Regions from separate parts of the Mus musculus genome. Here region 1 is linked to region 2. Evidence: chromatin contacts called from public promoter capture Hi-C data. All regions are on one chromosome and are shown on one strand. The core of a region is the stretch at or near the end of the contact, and the rest is flanking DNA. Distances in the headings are between cores, read along the strand shown. Region 1 holds the start of Dbx2 (developing brain homeobox 2). Region 2 overlaps Tmem117 (transmembrane protein 117).

The links. Promoter capture Hi-C pulls out the DNA fragments that hold promoters and counts their contacts.
Region 1: a promoter capture Hi-C map of embryonic stem cells shows a contact between it and region 2, with 8 times the contacts expected there. The contact joins the promoter of Dbx2 here to the enhancer-like site in region 2. A contact is called at or near these places in 13 of 39 promoter capture datasets (the C10 cell line, the HPC-7 cell line, cranial neural crest and 8 more), 11 of 115 datasets of contacts at active chromatin or transcription factors (astrocytes, differentiating embryonic stem cells, embryonic basal ganglia and 6 more) and 3 of 9 other capture datasets (embryonic stem cells, embryonic tail and embryonic trunk).

What each region holds. Positions count from the first base shown.
Region 1 is chr15:95,653,312-95,656,042 of GRCm38.p6, reverse strand. It overlaps Dbx2 (developing brain homeobox 2), which reads left to right and starts at 1,272. Exons shown (of 4, transcript NM_207533.2): 1 at 1,272-1,803. The coding sequence starts at 1,281. It overlaps Gm31690 (predicted gene, 31690), which reads right to left and starts at 1,567. Exons shown (of 3, transcript NR_168499.1): 1 at 1,387-1,567.
Region 2 is chr15:94,718,764-94,721,463 of GRCm38.p6, reverse strand. All of the region lies in intron 3 of Tmem117 (transmembrane protein 117), which reads right to left. Among named protein-coding and RNA genes, the nearest start is that of Gm25546, 39 kb to the right of the region's middle. Within about 2 kb of position 1,318, at least 1 of the 459 cell types and tissues checked has an H3K27ac peak or open chromatin away from gene starts, as enhancers often do. A contact at or near this core is called in embryonic stem cells, where this site is marked.

The DNA of each region.
Region 1 (2,731 bases), core at 23-2,522, 930 kb before region 2:
CAAATTGTACTTGTGGTGTGTGTGGTGTGTGTGTGTGTGTGTGTGGTGTGTGTGGTGGGTGGGGGTGGGGTGGGTGGTGTGTGTGAGGAAGCCAGAGGACAATGTTTGGAAGCCAGTTCTCTCCAACCACGTGGATTCTAGAGATCAAACTTAGGTCACTCGGCTTGGTGGCAACTGCTTCTATCAACTGAACCATCTCGATGATCCCCCAAAGAAGGACATTTAGCTTTCTAACCCGGCAACTCAAAATAGGCATTTAAGTAAATGGAAACCAAGCCCAACTTATTTTTAGGGGCAAGGAGTAGAACTATACATTTGACTCCAACTTTGCAGATACTCTAATGAAGTCTTATCCTAAATAAATCTGTCTAAATTAGGGAAGGAGAGTAAGTGTTAATTGGAATCACAGTTTTAACACTCCATCGATAGTTTCCAAAATGGGAAGTTTTTAAAGCCTTGTAGTTAAAGGCCTGCCTCCCCCTCCCTCCCCCTCGCCCTCTCCCTTTTTCTCCCTTCCTCTTTACCCCACCCCTCCAATATGCTTTTTGTTTGCCCAGTCTCCCACTGGCATTAGTTAGGGAATAAGATTAAAAAAAAAGAAGAAAAAGAAAAAGAAAGAAAGAAGGAAAAGACGTCCCTTTGTAGGCATGCACACTTGTAGGTGCCTGTGGATGCCAGAAGAAGACATCTAATACGGTGGAGCTGGAGTTTCAGTGGGTTGTGAGCTGGGTGCTTGTAAGCGAACTCAGGTCCTCTATTAAGAGCAGCAAGCATAGCTAACCACTGAGCCACCTCTTCAGCCCCAAGCGCTGCTTCTTTAGATCAAAACCGATTACATCATCTCTTCTAGACTGCAGGTGTGGCCACCTTCCTCCAGAATCCTTAAAACAGATCTTATAAAACCTGAGATGATTCACTGGAAACGGAGTTTTGCCAAATAGCCAAGAAAAACACATTTCCTTTCTTCTTAAAACAGAGGCGCCCATAAAACCTGCAAAATGAGTTATCACTGGTACTAATATCAACGTTTTCGAGTCTCCCTGATGACAACCACGCTTCAGCGACCAAGTACATGTACCCTGGAGCTCATGATAACCAAAACCAGAGGGCCCAGGACTCCAGCAGCAGGGTCAAGGCTTGGCAGGCAGAGTGGCAGCGCCCCTTTTCCGTCCCCTCCACGCCCACCTCCTCAGCAAGAGTCCCCTCCCCTCGCTGGAGCCCAGACTCTCATTGCCTTCATTGTTGGCCGCATCTGTCACTTTGTGGGCAGGATGACATGAATGGATGGGCCGGACACACCTTCCATCCCAGTCCTGAAAACCCTGTCCGGATCTGCAGACCGTTCCCGGACGCTGCCAGAGGAGCCGCTGAGGGCCAAGGACTCACCCCTCAGCCCCGATCCTGTCCGCGCCCTGTCCCTGTCCCTTCGCACTCGCTCTCCACGGCTCCCCGGGCAGCGGGCGCGCACCATGCTGCCCAGCGCTGTGGCCGCCCAGGCCGGAGCCTACTGGGATGTGGTGGCGTCCTCAGCACTCTTCGGCCTTCCTGCGCCCGGCTTTGGCAGTCTGGGCAAGAGTTTCCTGATCGAGAACTTGCTGCGCGCAGGGGCCGGGCCCACGCACGCACCCCCGCCCCCACGCCCAGCGCCCGGTCCTGAGTGTCCGCAGCTGCGGCCACTGCCTGCCAGCCCAGTGCCGCTCAAGCTGTGCCCGGCCGGACCCTTTGGTGTGCGCTGGGCCTTCCAGATGCCCCCTGGCCGGGCTCCGGGGGAGCGGGACAGTGCCTTCCAGCCCTCAGCCCCAGGTGAGCTTTGGTCGAGGGGAACCTCGGCCCAGGAGACCCTTAGTTCTGGAGAACCTGGACCAAGGGGAGCCTCAGTTCAGGGGAGCCCTGAACCAGGGGAACTTCAGTCCAGGGAAGCCTTAGCCCTGGGGAGCCTCGATCTGATCTAGAGGAGGCGCAGCCCAGGCGAACTTCAGTCTAGGGGATCCTCAGTCTGGGAAAGCCTCAGCCCAGGGAAGCCTTGCTTTCAGGTGGTCCTCAGTCCAGAGAGAGCCCTGTTGCCAGCACAGTCCCCACCTGTGAGCCCCTCACAGCACGAGTGCTGACCTGGGTGGCCCACTGCAGAGGACTGAACTGGGGTGCAGATGCCGTTTCTGGACACTAGTTCTGATTCCTTTCCTCTCCACCCCATCCCATCCCGCACTCCTTCCTAGCATCCTCCCTCAACAGGTTGACTGGGCTACCTGGGCAGTTTGATCACAGCGGGTTAGCTGGGGGGTGGTGGGTGGGGGGTAGGGGGTGGGGGATTTGAGGTTTCTAGCTGACTGGCTCCTGTTTCCAAAGTTAGCATCCTCTCTTCTGCGGGAAAGTTGCTGGCAGGGTGGTGCTGCGGACTTTGCTGGCGGAGACCTCGCCGCTGGTTTGATAGGGCTCTAATGATTTGAAAAAGAGTTGCGCAAACTTTGGACTTTCCTTGCTTTCACAGTTTGGTGTACACTAAGGTGTAAAGTAATCAAGGCCTACGCTTGCATCAGGCTGAGATAGCTGACAAATGTTGAATTGATAACTAAATGAGGAAGTTCACATATAAATAGGAATTTACCGAAAGAAGGGCACTTTGGGTTTATTTATATGCGTACTGAAGAAAACCTAACTAGTAGAACTGGGAGGAAGGCTTTGGGCAACTGAGTTAAAGAAAGGTAAAGCTGCAACCAGCCATTAACAAAGT
Region 2 (2,700 bases), core at 69-2,568:
TTGAGATTATCATCCTGAGTGAGGTAAGCCAGACCCAAAAGATCATACATGGCATATACTCACTTATAAGTGAATATTAGCCATAAAATACGGGATAACCATGCTACACTCCGCAGACCCAAAGAAGCTAAACAAGAAGGAATGCCCAGGCAAGGAAGCTAGAATCTCACTTAGAAGGGGGGGGGGGCAATTTAGCCATAGGAGGCAGATGGAGGGCGGGAACTGAGTAGAGGGGGGACGGTAAGGGAAATGGGGTGCAAGATCAATTGTAGGGAGGGACAGGAGAGGGGAAGAGAGGGTCAGGGGGCCAGGAGAATTAACAGAAATCTGAAGCTGGTGGGGAGGTAGGGGGAAGGAGACACCTCACATGCTAGAGACCTGGGATCACGGAGTCTCCCAGGAATCAATGGAAATGACCTTAGCTGAGACTCACAGCAGTGGGGATATGGAACCTAAAGAGGCCACCTGATGTAGAAAGGCAAGAACCCCGTTGGAGCAATAGGGACACCAACCCACCCACAAAACTTTCAACCCAAATTTAACCTGTCTACAAGAAATGCAGGGGCATGGGATGGAGCAGAGACTGAGGGGCTGGCCAACCAATAACACGCCCAACTTGAGACCCACCCCATGAACAAGCACCAATCCCTATCACTATTAATGATTCTCTCCTATGCTTGCAGACAAGAACCCAGCATGGCTGTCCTCTGAGAGGTTCCACCCAGCAGCTGACTGAAACAGATGCAGACACCCACAGCCAAACAGTGGACAGAGCTTGGGGGCTCTGATGGAAGTTAGGGAAAGGATTGAAGTCCCAAAGGAGATAGGAACTCCACAGAAAGATCAACAAGTTAACTAAACTGGACCCTTGGGAGCTCTCAGAGATTGAACCACCAACCAAAGAACATACATGGGGCTGGACCCTCACATATGCAACTCAGTCTTCCTGTGGGTCCCCCAACTGTAGTAGAAGCTATCCCTAAATCTGTTGAATGCCTGTGGATCCTGTGCCCCTAATTGGGCTGTCTTATCTGACCTCAATGGGAGAGGTTACACCTAGCCTTGCAGAGACTTGATGTGCCTAGGTGGGGTCGGGGGGGGATACCCAGAGGGATCTCCACCCTCTTAGAAGAGAAGAAAGGGATATGGGGGAGGGACTGAGGGAAGGACCAGGGGAGACAGGCAGCAATCAGGATATAAAATTTAAAGGGGGGGGGCGGGGGTGAAGTATCCAAACAATAAGCATCCTAGCAGACTTTTGCTTCCTGCTCAATTCTCTAATCGTTAAGATGTAGGCCTGGACTTTGGAGCACATCTCTCTTCATTCCTGCCTTTTATAAGGCTGGGTCCTGTGTATAAACAGTGCACTATTCTTCAATACAATGCACACCACCATGTGTGGGAAGCCACATACACCGTTACAAGATGGCGCTGGCTGGCCATGCCCGTAAGTTCGGGTAAACAACCAATGTGCACATGTGCATAAGGGTTTCGCCCAAGCCACAGCCCATCCCGGGGAATGTAAATGAGGTACTGAAAGCACAACCAATCAGGTATAGACACGCCACTCCTAGGCCTATATAAGCAGCGCCAGTTCTGGGGCTCGGGGTCTTTCGCCTTTGCTATCAAGCTCTCCCAATAAACGTGTGCAGAAGAATCCTGTTGTGGCGTCTTCCTTGCTGGTGAGTCGGGCGTCCACAACCATGCTGTGGCTGCAAACCTCTCTCTTTCTGGTGCAGATAGGTGCTACTCTCCTTTTTCTTTGTGTGTTTCTCCTCCCCAGCCCACCCCACCCCCCAAGAGATAGCTAGTCCAATGGCAGAAAGCGTGCACCTACCATGCTAAAGCAAAACCTCACTGGAGTGGCTGCAGCCCCACCAACTCTCCCATTCCAACCCCCCCACCCCTGTACTGCAGAGCAGGCTACACCCTTAGAGGCATTGGTTATATTAATTGAAAGGTGTGTTAACACAATTTTGGTTCACAGGAAAAGTTCAGGGATATCAATGTACACAGGAGCTGAGGCGAGATGTCACTAACCAACTGGGAAATTCTACAAGACACTAGGAGGGACAATCCAGAGATGTAAGACTCTGAAATTGTCAAAGAAAAATATCCAGGGTTGTGACCTGGTCTCAAACTCTTAAAGAAGCTCTATTAAAACCCCCAGATCCTAGCTATGAGACCTCTGGGCAAACTCTGTCCCACAAAGCACGGTTTGAGTTGGACGTCCTTCCTGGTGCCTGGCTGTACCTCCACGCATGTCATTTCACTCTTCACCCTGTGCAGGATCTTTTACCAATACAACTTCTCATGTCTCACTCCCAACCTGTCTTACTTAGGGTTTCTATTGCTCTGATGAAACACTGTGGCCAAAAGCCACTTGAGAAGGTTTACTTCACTTCCTCTATCACATCGCAGCTCATCATTGAAGACAGGCAAGGCAGAAACTCACACAGGGCAGGAACCTGGAGGCAGGAGCTGACTCAGAAGCCATGGAGGGTGCTGCTTACTGGTTTGCTCCCTATGGTTTGCCTAGACTGCTTTTATATAGAATGTGGGGCCACCAGCCCAGGATGTCCCTACCCATCATAGGCTGAGCCCTCCCCTATCAATCACTAATTAAGAAAATCCCCTACAGCTTTGCCTTCAGCCTGATCTTATGGAGGCATTTTCTCAGTTAGATTTCCTCTTCCCAGA